Regions from separate parts of the Mus musculus genome. Here region 1 is linked to region 2. A link is a contact called in public Hi-C data. All regions are on one chromosome and are shown on one strand. Each heading gives the region's core, a stretch centred on a gene start, on an enhancer-like site or on the middle of the called end of the contact. The rest is flanking DNA. Distances are from core to core; before and after follow the strand shown. Region 1 has its middle 16 kb from the start of Sirpb1b. Region 2 has its middle 69 kb from the start of Gm9733.

The links. Hi-C and Micro-C count contacts between places; a contact is called where the count stands out from the background.
Region 1: a contact with region 2 is called in a Hi-C map of bone marrow-derived macrophages, with 14 read pairs. The contact joins two enhancer-like sites.

Annotation. Positions count from the first base shown.
Region 1 is chr3:15,588,084-15,593,819 of GRCm38.p6, reverse strand. No RefSeq gene overlaps it. Among named protein-coding and RNA genes, the nearest start is that of Sirpb1b, 16 kb to the right of the region's middle. Within about 2 kb of position 3,214, at least 6 of the 459 cell types and tissues checked have an H3K27ac peak or open chromatin away from gene starts, as enhancers often do. A contact at or near this core is called in bone marrow-derived macrophages, where this site is marked.
Region 2 is chr3:15,260,451-15,267,085 of GRCm38.p6, reverse strand. No RefSeq gene overlaps it. Among named protein-coding and RNA genes, the nearest start is that of Gm9733, 69 kb to the left of the region's middle. Within about 2 kb of position 2,440, at least 2 of the 459 cell types and tissues checked have an H3K27ac peak or open chromatin away from gene starts, as enhancers often do. A contact at or near this core is called in bone marrow-derived macrophages, where this site is marked.

The sequences.
Region 1 (5,736 bases), core at 1,965-4,464, 330 kb before region 2:
TGACTTCATTTTTATTAAACTCTAAAAAGCCTTTAATTTCTTTATTTCATCCTTGACCAAGGTATCATTTAGTAGAGTGTTGTTCAGTTTCCATTTGAATGTTGGCTTTCTTCTATTTATGCTGTTATTGAAGATCATTCTTAGTCCAGGGTGATCTTACAGGATGCATGGGATAATTTCAATAATTTTGTATCTTTAAAGGCCTGTTTTGTGACTGATTATATGCTCAATTTTGGACATATAATATGTATTCAGTACCATAAGGTACTGAGAAGAAGGTACATCCTTTTGTTTTAGCATAAAGTGTTCTGTAGATATCTGTTAAATCAATTTGTTTCATAACTTCTGTTAGTGTTCATGTGTCTCCCTTGAGTTCTGATTCGAGGATCTGTCCACTCGTGAGAGTGGAGTGTTGAAGCTTCCCGCTATTATTGTTTGAGGTGCAACATGTGCTTTGAGCTTTACTAAAGTTTCTTTAGTGAATGTGGCTTCCCTTGCATTTGGAGCATAGATATTTAGAATTGAGAGTTCATCTTGGTAGATTTTATCTTTAATGAGTATTAAGTGCCCCTCTTTGTCTTTTTTGATAACTTTGGGTTGAAAGTCAATTTTATCTGATATTAAAATACCCACTCCATCTTGGTTCTTCAGACCAATTGCTTGGAAAATTGTTTTCCAGCCTTTCACTCTGAGGTAGTGTCTGTCTTTGTCCTTGAGGTGGGTTTCCTATAAGCAGCCAAATGTTGGGTCCTGCTTGTGTAGCCTTTCTATTAGTTTATGGTTTTTTTGGGGGATATTGAGTCCATTAATGTTAAGAGAAATTTTTAAAAAAAGTAATTGTTGCTTCCCGTTATTTTTGTTGTTAAATTTGGGATTCTGTTCTTGTGGCTGTCTTCTTTTAGGTTTGTTGAAGGATTGCTTTCTTGCTTTTTCTAGGGCATAATTTCCATCCTTGTGTTGGTGTTCTCCCTTTGTTATCCTTTGAAGGGCTGGATTTGTGGAAAGATATTATGTGAACTTGGTTTTGTCATCTAATACTTTGCTTTCTCCATCTATGGTAATTGAGAGTTTTTCTGGGTATAGTAGCCTGAGCTGGCATTTTTGTTCTCTTAGGGTCTGTATAACATCTGTCCAGGATATTCTGGTTTTCATAGTCTCTGGTGCGAAGTCTGGTATAATTCTTATAGGCCTGCCTTTATATGTTACTTGACCTTTTCCCCTTATTGCTTTGAGTATTCTGTCTTTATTTAGTGCATTTGTTGTTCTGATTATTATGTGTCTGGGGGAATAATTTTCTGGTCCAGTCTGTTTGGAGTTCTGTAGGCTTCTTATATGTTTATGGGCATCTCTTTCTTTATGTATGGGAAGTTTTCTTCTATAATTTTGTTGAAGATATTTGCTGGCCTTTTAAGTTGAAAATCTTCATTCTCATCTGCTCCTATTAACCGTAGGTTTGGTCTGCTCCTTGTATCCTGGATTTCCTGGATGTTTTGAGTTTGGATCTTTTTGCATTTTGCATTTTCTTTGACTGTTGTGTCCATGTTCCCTATGGAATCTTCTGCACCTGACATTCTGTCTTCCATCTCTTCTATTCTCTTGCTGATGCTCACATATATTCTTCCTAATTTTTTTCCTAGGTTTTCTATCCCCAGAGTTGTCTCCCTTTGGATTTTCTTCATTGTTTCTACTATCATTTTTAGATCTTGTATGATTTTGTTCAATTCCATCCCCTGTTTGTTTGTGTTTTTATGTAATTCTTTACGGGATTTTGTATTTCTTCTTTAACGACTTTTACCTGTTTAGCAGTGTTCTGCTGTATTTCTTTAAGTATTTCCCGTATTTCTTTATTAATTTCCTTCTTAAAATCTTCTACCACCATCATGAGAAATGGTTTTAAATTCGCATCTTGCTTTTCAAGTGTGTTGGGGTATTCAGGACTCGAATAGTGGGTTTTAATGATGCCCAGTGGTCTTGGTTTCTGTTAGTAAAATTCTTATGTTTGCCTTTTGCCATCTGGTAATCTCTGGTTTTAATGTTCAAGCTGTCTCTGGATGTAGCTTGATCCTCCTGTGATTCTGTTAGCCTCTGTCAGCCCTCTTGGGAGTCCAATTCTCACCTGAGTTCCAGTGATCAAAGCACTCTCTGCAGGAAAGCTGTCCTCTTGCAGGTCAGGTTTCCAGAAGTCTGGAGCTCTGATCTACTTCCTGAGTCCTGGGTTCAGAGCCCTCCCTGTAGGCTGACACTCCTCTGGCAATGAAGGTGCCCAGGTGTCTGGGTCTTAGCTCTGCCTCCTGGCTGAGGATTAAGTCCTGACAGGACCCTGTCCAAGAAGCTCTCTTACTTCTGTCTTCCATGTGCTCTCAGGTGATCATGAGGTCCTGGGTGTGCTAGGGGTGCTGTAGCATGGAGAGTCCTCTGGGGTCCTAGATGCCCTTGGTATGTTCATGCAGAAGATGCCTGGCCCTCGACCTGAATGGATCCCTGCCTCTGGTTGGACGAGGTTCCTTCTTCCCTGTTCCTGCGGGCACATGACCCTCCTTGGAGCTGATGCTGTGTTCCACTCACCTGTGATCCCGAAGTCCTATGGCATGGAGAGTACTCTGGAGCCTTTAGTGGCCCCTGCTGGGTTCAGGCAGAAGATGGCAGGGTGTCCCGAACTGGAATGGATCCCAGCTTCTGGTTGGTCAGGGTTCCTTTGTCTTACACCCTTTTCAACATCATCTGTTCTGTCAAGCATCTGTTCCAGCAAAATATCACACGCCCTTTCACACGAGAGCTTCTAGAAAAGACTACATGTCTTCTCTCAGTAAAGTATCCTCTCACCAGTCTGATTTAACAAAATATCCTCTTATGAAACAACTCTCAGAAAACCATCACATGACACAACTGAGTCTCCAAAGAAACCAGAAATTTCACTTCAACTTTCTAATATTACATCATCTCTCAAAATAGTGCTCTAAGCTGCTTACAAATACCATAAAACAAGACTTTAGAATCAAAGTGCAGTATCTATGTTAGAAAGCTTCCTGATAATAAAATTATTAGGAATACAATTTCTATAGCTAATAAAGAGATGATTTATAGTTTTATATCTTATGATCCATCAGTTGTCCACTTGATATTGGACCCATGGAAAGGCAGATTAATAGCATTAGGGAAAGAGCACTAAGAAAAGAGTGCCCATGGCAACTGTACAAATAGAGAAAAAAAATGGAACACTGAACCACAGTACCCATAGAAGGAATGTCACAAGCCACCTGAGACTTCCCCAATCTCTTCCCTTAAAGGTTTCACAATATTCTACTAAATCTGTTCTAGGGACCAAGTCATTAAAATACATGGAGAACTAAAGAACATATTCAAACAATTGCATTTCTATTCTCCATCCATAAATTTCTCACTTCCATGAACTCAAGAGGAATCCAAGGCCAAAATGTACAGAAGTTCAGTCTTGAGAATAAGGTATTTTACCATGAAAACTTTTTGCTTAGTGTGAGCATTTAGCGCAATTTCAAGAGTTGAGAGAAAAGAAGTGGGTGGGGAAGAGTACTGAGTGAATCTGAACCTGAAACTACAGCACTATGTTAATATTATGGACATTTGAAATGTAATTTAAGTAGTAATAAATAGTGATTTTTAAAAGTCCTGTACCTGTGTGTGTATAATGATACAAATACACACCAACCCACAAGCACTTATACAACCAGAGTTGTATATGTACAAAACATAAAAATATGTGACCTTCCATACTATTATATAAGGTCGTTTTCAGGACAGGAAAATTTAACACTGAAAGTTTAGCAAAGTCTTTGCAGTGATAGAAAGACAACACATTATTTATGAGAATATGAGGACACAGACTGTAGTTTTGACTATAGTCATCTAACTGTTTTCTCAGTGTTCAACGGGATTATAAAGAAAATCTTGGATATAAGTAAATCACACAAATGACTGTGCAGGTAGGTGTCTTGTGAAATCAGATGTCATGTTGGACAGCAAGCAGGAGTAAAGACAATGTTTTTTTCTTTTATCATGTTGACCATTATTATTCATCATAAGGATACAAAGGGGTGGTTAATTCTAAGCGCTTTGATGCATTTTTAAATTCTTTCTGCAGTTAACTTATTATGAAAAGCCTGATAGCACACAGTAGTTAAAGAGTCTATGTTGGAGGTTGAACGGGGTTAGTAACTTAAGAGTGAGCACAAATATAGCATGTGTGAGACAGTGATTTCAATTACCCACTCCAAAACAAAAGAAGGAAAGAGCAAATGAAAAGAATAGTAAAAGGAGAAATTTCAAATTGAATGCCCCAGATTTAAGTCGGAGCTTCTTCTGTGAATAAGATAGGTTATAGAAGGAAATTCCTCTCTCTGGCTCATTCCCTCTCTATCCAAGTGAAAAGGATAATAGGAAAATAGTGAAAGCTATTGTAGAGAGATATGGAGCAGATTTGACAAGTATGGAGCACAAGATGCTAAAATCATCTGAGCTCATTTAGGAATGGCCCAGCACTCTGTGAAATGTAGTGATAATGTCTTTTAAAAGTTAGATGCTCAGAGACTGTCCCACCCAGGGATCCATACCATATTCAGTCACCAAACATGGACACTATTGCATATGCCAGCAAGATTTTGCTGAAAGGACCCTGATATAGCTGTTTCTTGTGAGGCTATGCCAGTGCCTGGAAAATACGGAAGTGGATGCTCACAGTCATCTATTGGATGGAACACATGGCCCCCAATGGAGGAGCTAGAGAAAGTACCCAAGGAGCTGAAAGGGTCTGCAACCGTATAGATGGAACAACAATATGAACTAACCAGTGCCCCCAGAGCGTGTGTCTCTAGCTGCATATGTAGAAGAAGATGGCCTAGTCAGCCATCATTAGGAGGAGAGGCCCTTGGTCTTGCAAAGTTTATATGCCCCTAGCACAGGGGAACGCCAGGGCCAGGAAGAGTGAGTGTATGGGTTGGGGAGCAGGGTGGAAAAAGTGTATAGGGGAATTTCAGGGTGGCATTTGAAATGTAAATGAAGAAAATATCTAATAGAAAATTGTTTAATAAAAAAAGTTAGATGTTGGCCCTCTATGTCTTAAATGGTTATCCTGAGACCTGCTAGATCCAAATATGAGGTGATGGATTTGGATTCATGACAAGACTGTGCAGGAAGTGCACTCTAGGAAATCATAAACAGGCCTCCAGTGTGCCTAATCCTACATGTCACAAGAAGCCGAAAAATAAAGAATACTGGAGAAAGTCAAGAGGATGTTTGCAGAAATGTTATAGATGAAATATATCTAGGACATATGTCAATGCTACACTCTGATACTCAGAATATAACTATGTTAGTTATAGAATCTTTACAGAAAAAATTAAGGTCAATTAAGATCTTTAGGATAGGTTTCAATCAAAAATGACTGGTTTGATGAAAGAATTGAAGAATACACAAGCTAAGGAAGACCGCATGTCAAAAAAGGAGAAAATGTGTCAACAATTAAAGAGAGTAGATCTGTTAACACCTTGGATGTGAGCTTTTAATATGAAGAATTATGAGGAAATTAATATCTGTTGTTTTGTTGCAATTTTACAATGGGACAGGACATCAGCAAGAAAGAAATGTACAAACTTTCTGGATGATACCTAGCACCTTGCCCAGTCTCACTGCCCACGACAACAAAAGTCACCTTGGGCTCTGCCATGACAACCAGTTTTCTCAGAAGGAAGCACCAAATAGATG
Region 2 (6,635 bases), core at 1,191-3,690:
AAATGTATGATATGTACTCATAAGTGGATATCAGCCTTCAATATAGGTACCATGCTATGCTGCACAGACTCAAAGAAGATAAATAAGAAGGAAGGCACAATCCAGGATGCTTGAATCTCACTTAGAAGAGGGAATAGTCATATGTGGCAGATGGAGGGAGGGTAGAGGGTTAGGGAGAGTAATGAAGGCATTCAGGATCAGGTGTAGGGAAAGACAGAAAGGATGGATAGATGGCCATGAAAGTAATTGAAAATCTGCAACTGACAGGGGTGAGGAGGTGGGAGACATTTCCCAGGCAAGACAGAGACCTGAGATAAGGAAGGTACTCAAGAATCAATGGGGGTGAATCCCAACATTGGGGATATAAAACCTGAAGAGGCCATCTCCTATAGCCAGATAGGACCCCCAGTTGAGCAATAAAGACACCAACCTACACACAAAACTTTCAAACCAAAATTTATCCCGATTACAAGAAATGCAGGCAGGGGAGAGGGACCAGTAACTTAGTGAATGGCCAACTAATAACCAGCCCAGTTTGAGACCCATCCCATAGGCAAGCAGCAATCCCTGACACTCTTAATGATACTCAGTTATGCTTGCAAATGTGAGCATGTTGTCCTGTGAGAGACTCCACTCAACTGCTGACTCAGACAGATACAGACACCCACAGCCAAAGAGTGGATGGAGCTTGAGGACTCTTTTGGAAGAACAGGGGGAAGGATTGTGTGTCCAAGAGGGGATAGGAAGTGGAGGTAAAAAGATACCAGTCCACAAAACTTTAAACCCAAAATTTATCCTGACTACAAGAAATGCAGGAGCAAAGATGGAACAGAGAATGAGGGAATGACCCACCAATAATTGGACCAACTTAAGACCCACACCATGGGCAAGCACCAAACCCTGACACTCTTAATGATGCTCTGCTATGCTAGCAGATAGGTGCCTAGCATAACTGTCCTCTAAGAGATTCTACCTAAGAGCTGACTGAAACAGATGTAATGACCCACAGGTAAACATTGAGCAGAGGTTGGGGACTCTTAGGGAAGAGTTGGGGGAAAGACGGAAGACCCTAAAGGAAATAGGATCTATACAGGAATACTAATGAAGCCAACTAAACTGGACCCTTGGGAACTCACAGAGACTGAGCCACCACCTAAAGAGCATACACTGGCTAGACAGAGGCCCCAGACACATATGTAGGAGATGTGCAGCTCAGTCTTCATGTGGGTCCCCCAACAACTGGAGCAGGTGTGGTCCCCAAATCTGTTGCCTGACTAAGGAAACAGTTCCCCATCAGGGTGCCTTATCTGGTCTCAGTGGAGAGGATGTGCCTAGTCTAACCCTGGGGAAACTTGATGTGTCAGTGTGGGAGGATACCCAGGTAGTTCCCACCCTCTTAGAGGAGTGGGGATGGGGAGAGGGACTTCATGAAGGGAGAATGGAAAGGCAGTGATTGTGATGTAGATAGATAGATAGATAGATAGATAGATAGATAGATAGATAGATAGATAGATAGATAGATAGATAGATAGATCATCCAGCTTCTGGATCTATGCATAAGCACTGGCCTTTTGGTAAGATAGTTTATATATTCTTTATATATTCTTCCCCTAAGTCTCATGTTAGAATTCTGTCTTTCACAAAAGTTGCAACTGCACTGAATTGTATGAAGGGACTGTGTATGAAGAAGAGGGTAAAACAGCAGATAAAAATCCCAAAATTACTTTAAAATATTTTGGCAAGATATATTGAAAGCAATGTGATTTGAATCTTATAGATTCTTAATAGTGTGTGCAGAGGCTTGGGAAATCATTAGTTTGGGGCTTTGAAATTTTATCTTACAAAAGAATTTAATGGTATTATGACAGCATTGTTAAAAAAGATATTCATCTAAAAAAATAAAGTTCTTGGCACACAAACAATGCATAATGAGTGATAGCTAATTTTATTGTTCTACCAACTAATGATCATTTATAGTTCCTTCAGTGTCAACAAACTTTGAAATGGCTTTCAAAATAAACACAAGTAGGCCCTAACTTGCTTCAGTTGTCAACTTGATACAACTTAGAAATTATCTCAATTGATGAACTATCTATATTTTCCAGTGAGCATATCTTTGAAGCATTGTTCTGACTGCACATTGCTGTAGAAGGACTTCACCCTCTTTGGCTGTCACCATTCCCTGATAGGTAGTCTGGCCTTGAATGAGAAAGCTAAATAACTAACGACGAGTCTGAAAAAGTGACCTGCTTGAGTCCTTTCCCTACTTCACAGAGACTATAAAATAAACCAACCAATCACATCATCGTTTCAAGTTTTTCTTTACTAAACATATTATCTTGACAGCTTAAATGATTAGAAATATCAGCATTGCAGTGAACTCTGGGAGAGCCACACATTTCATAAGCTTTGAACATATTCCGCCATCTTCTGGTAGTGTATGGTATTGCAATCAAATGTCAACATGGTGTCCTTCAGCTGGTTTGTATATTTAGCCTGAAGAACTCCCAGATTATTTCCTAATAAGCATAGTAAGACCCAATATATTTTTGCTCCGTAGTGTTACAAATCATGCTTATATTTTCAAGTAAGATAAAAACAAGTTTCTTCTGAATCCTAATATCATCTTTCACCAGTCTCCTACACACTTGGATTTTGTCTTGATTCATTATGTGCCCTAAGAGCTCTTATCTTCCTAGTTGCCCTAAGAGCTCTTATCTTCCTAGTTACTCTTTCACTCTTTTTCAAGTTTCCATGCTTCCATGATGTATCTTGTTATAACCTTTGTCATTATTTTAAAAGTCTGTCTGCAATTCCTCTTTCCGATGGTGTAGATAGGGTGAGATACGTTTATACTTGAAGACTCCTATGTGTGTGTAACATAATACCAAGATCAGAGATCAAGCTCAGGGAAAATACAGTCATCTTCTCGTCGTAATACATATGATAATGCTTCTTATTGTCCAAAATGGGAGGCACTGTGGATCTACTCAGCTGCAGTGGTCAGTTGTTGGTTAGAGACTCCAGATCATAGCAGAACAGAAAACAGAGCTGTACTTAAAGAGCCCACAAGTTATTTATAGATAGTACCTTCTAAAGGTTTCAAAGTTTCCAAAATTAGCTTTTAGAGCTGAAGATCAGACATTCAGCACAAAAACCTGTAGGGAAGATTTGAGACACAAACCCTAACAGAAATTATTTCAAATCCAAATTATTGTGTATTAATTGAATAAAACAGTATTACTTCAAAACTGAATTCCTAAATTATTGTCTTCCTTGCTCTGCTTTCCATGGTCTTGTTTATTTTTATTTTATTTTCCTTTCAGTGTTTTATGAAATGGTGCTTTTAGTACTAACTACTGGACTTGTTTGAAGAAATACTATACACAATCGTTCCAATGATATAGAGTCATCATATTTCTCATATTAATTGATAAAAGTTATTTTATTTCTATTTCAGAAATAACTACTTAAATGATTAGATATAGCAACCCTTATTTAGTTGTTTGTTTGTTTGTTTTTCCATTGTAAATGTTTTTGAAGTATTTTATATATTTCACTTGAGTCAAATAGGAAAGCAGAAAAGGTATAAGGGAGAGAGAGCAGCTAGAAGGTAAAATTATCACACAAAATAAAAACCTTTTAAAGTTAAATATCAAATTACAAATAACAATGTGTTAAAGCTGAATTTCCTGTTTGAGTCTCAGTTTTCTAATAATCTATTGAAAGAAGTAAGTATGTGTATGCCTCAAAGTTCACAGGGAATTAAAACAAAAATGCATTCTAGTTAGTTGCCATAGATAGCTTCTATGCTTCTCAAGTACATCCCAAAGTAGCTTTTTGCTACGGCTTTGTTGTTTGTAGTGGTGATTCCAGATTGCACTCCTGATCAATACCTAAATAAAGGTTGCCCACAACCCATTTGAGGATACATGCTTCAGTCAGCAGTGCGGCTGTACCAGCAAGTGCATGATATGCAAGGAGCAGGTGTCAGTTTCAACCTCCACATTTAGATAGGATGAGTGTCACCTTTGGGGCTACCTGAAATATTCTCTTTAGAAATTAGGTCCTGCTGCATTGCTCAAAATAGAAGGCAAAGAAAGTCACCCAAATGCAATAACAAATGCCATGAATCATTGTATTTGAAAAACTATGGTGTTTATGCTGAAATTACTCCAATATAAAAAACCTTGTAACGGTTTTGGACCGAATTAACCTGTGTAAAATTAATACTTCAGTTTTAGTAGCAGTTTGTGGATCACTTGTTGAAACTGACTTTGATAGTTGAAGTAAAGTAAGTCTCTAGACGGTCCTTCAATAAGTATCAGAACGCAGGCTTGTTCGCCTATTAAAGGTAAACCTCGACTAGAGAAAAGCTGTTCTCACCTGCTTCCTGTGACACTACAAAGGTTTGGCATAGATGGGAGGGATGAGGACTCTAGTGCTAAAGCCTTGTCCAACTACCTATCCTGCCTTTTTGAGGTCAACAGCTCCAGCATTTATCAGTGAACAGAGAGACTCCAATAGGCAGTGCCTGAGATCACTTCATGTTTGAAACACTATCCAGGGGATTAATTCATGGGTTCATTTAGTAGTTTCCCTCTGGATGCCAACAGGGGATTCCCTGTTCTTGTAAACCTTCTAAATTTGTATCCCTGGATATGGCCCTGTTACCTGCTTGTCATTACTGCTCTGGCCACACTTTAGACCAACATAGAAGAGCCCCACTCAGTGGGGCCAGGGCTGGCTTCAGGATTAGCTGAAGAACGTTAGTGCTTGGCACCTTTGCATTTCTGTGACTTTAGCTGTTCAGAACATTCTCTGCCACAGAGGACCCATCCTCCCATCCTCTGAGTGGCTTGTGGTCAACAGAAGATGAGCAGGGGATTCATGGGGTCCAAGAAGGTGTTTCAAGTCCCCTTAGGAGACACGATCACTCACAAGACAAAAGAGAACATCGAAGAGAAAGGAATTAGAACAATACCATATGTCCATGCACACTGACCAGCAGCAATTAGGTGGCTCATTTTCCTAGGGAGCATTGAACTGTAAAACAACCCTCTCCAGAGTGGAGGAGATACTAGGCTGACTTATGTGTGACTCAGAGTAGCCCTTCTGCTCTCACTAATCCATGCTTCTGCTGAGACAGGAGGTTCAAGACTGGCCCCTTTCTGAGGGATATCCACTTTCCATGGTCTTACAAGAAACCTCCATCCCAGACATGACTAGAAGGGTACCATATTCACTGCCATTCAGAAGCAGAGTCAGGAGGCTAGAAATGTGACTGTGTACAAAAGCCAGACATGCAAAGAGACATTCTTCTTATGGAAGAAGTGCACTGTCCCAGTAGGAACCATTGTCTACATATTAATCCTACTATATATTGATGTCAATGAATTAAAATATTGTAACATTTTATCATTAAAAATGTAATATAGGACTCCTTCAATTCCTTTCAATTTTTTATCTTTTTAAAATTATTTTTTACATTCCAAAAGATGTCCCCTTCCTTGTCCCCCCTCTCCAAGTTCTTCACCCCATCCTTCCTTCCCCACCTCTGAGAGGGTGCTCCCTCATCCGCCAGCATACCCCACCTCACCGCACAAGCATCCCTCTTCGCTGGGGCGTTAGGTTTACACAAGATTAAGCACATCTTTTCTCACCAAGGCCATACAAGGCAGTCTTCTGCTACACAAGTGCAGGGGCCATGAAGCAGACCAAGTACATTCCTCGGTTTTTCGCTTAGTCTCTGGGAGCTCTAAGAGGTCTGGGTTATTTGACGCCATTGTTCTTCCTATGGGGTTGCAATACACTTCAGCTGCTTCAGTCCTTCCTCTAACTCTTCCATATTGGTCCCGACCTAAATCCAGTGGTTAGTTGTAAGTATCTTCATTTGTCTCAGTCAATTCCTGGTATATGCTCTCTAAGGGCAGCCATGCCAGGCTCATGTCTCCACATACAATATGGCCTTAGTAATACTGTCAGGATTTGGTATGCACACATGGGATGGATCCCAAGTTGGGCCAGTTACTTAGTGGCCTTTCTTTCAGTCTCTGTTCCAGTTTTGTTCCTGCATATCCTTTAGACAGGAACTATTCAAAGTTAACAGTGTCAAATATGGGTGGGTAGCTGCCTTCCTCAACTAGCAACCATGTTCATTTCCTGGATGTTATCTCTTCCAGTTCCATCTTCACACTGTTAGGCATTTCAGATAATGTCATGCCCATTGAGTCCTTGGTAGCCTCTCACACCCCAGGTTTCTGGGACTTTCTAGAGGTTCCCCTCTTCCCCTAACCCCACTGCTACATATTTCGATTCACTCTCCTGCATCCCTCCTGCCTCTCCCTATACATGACCCTGCCAGGAATTTTCTCCTCCCCTCTTCCCTCTCCCAACCAGTTTCATTCCTCACTTCTTTCTTGATAAGCTTTCTACAGTCTGTGAGTTCTTTCATGCCTATGCGAAACTTTTTCTCTAATATCTTATTAGTGACTATATACTATGAATTTCCTTTTTGGTGTCAGCTACCTCACTCAGGGTGATATTTTCTAGTTCCATCCATTTGCCTGCAAAATTCTCCTCATTTTTAGTAGCTCATTTTAATAGCCCCACATATACACCATTGTGTACTATAT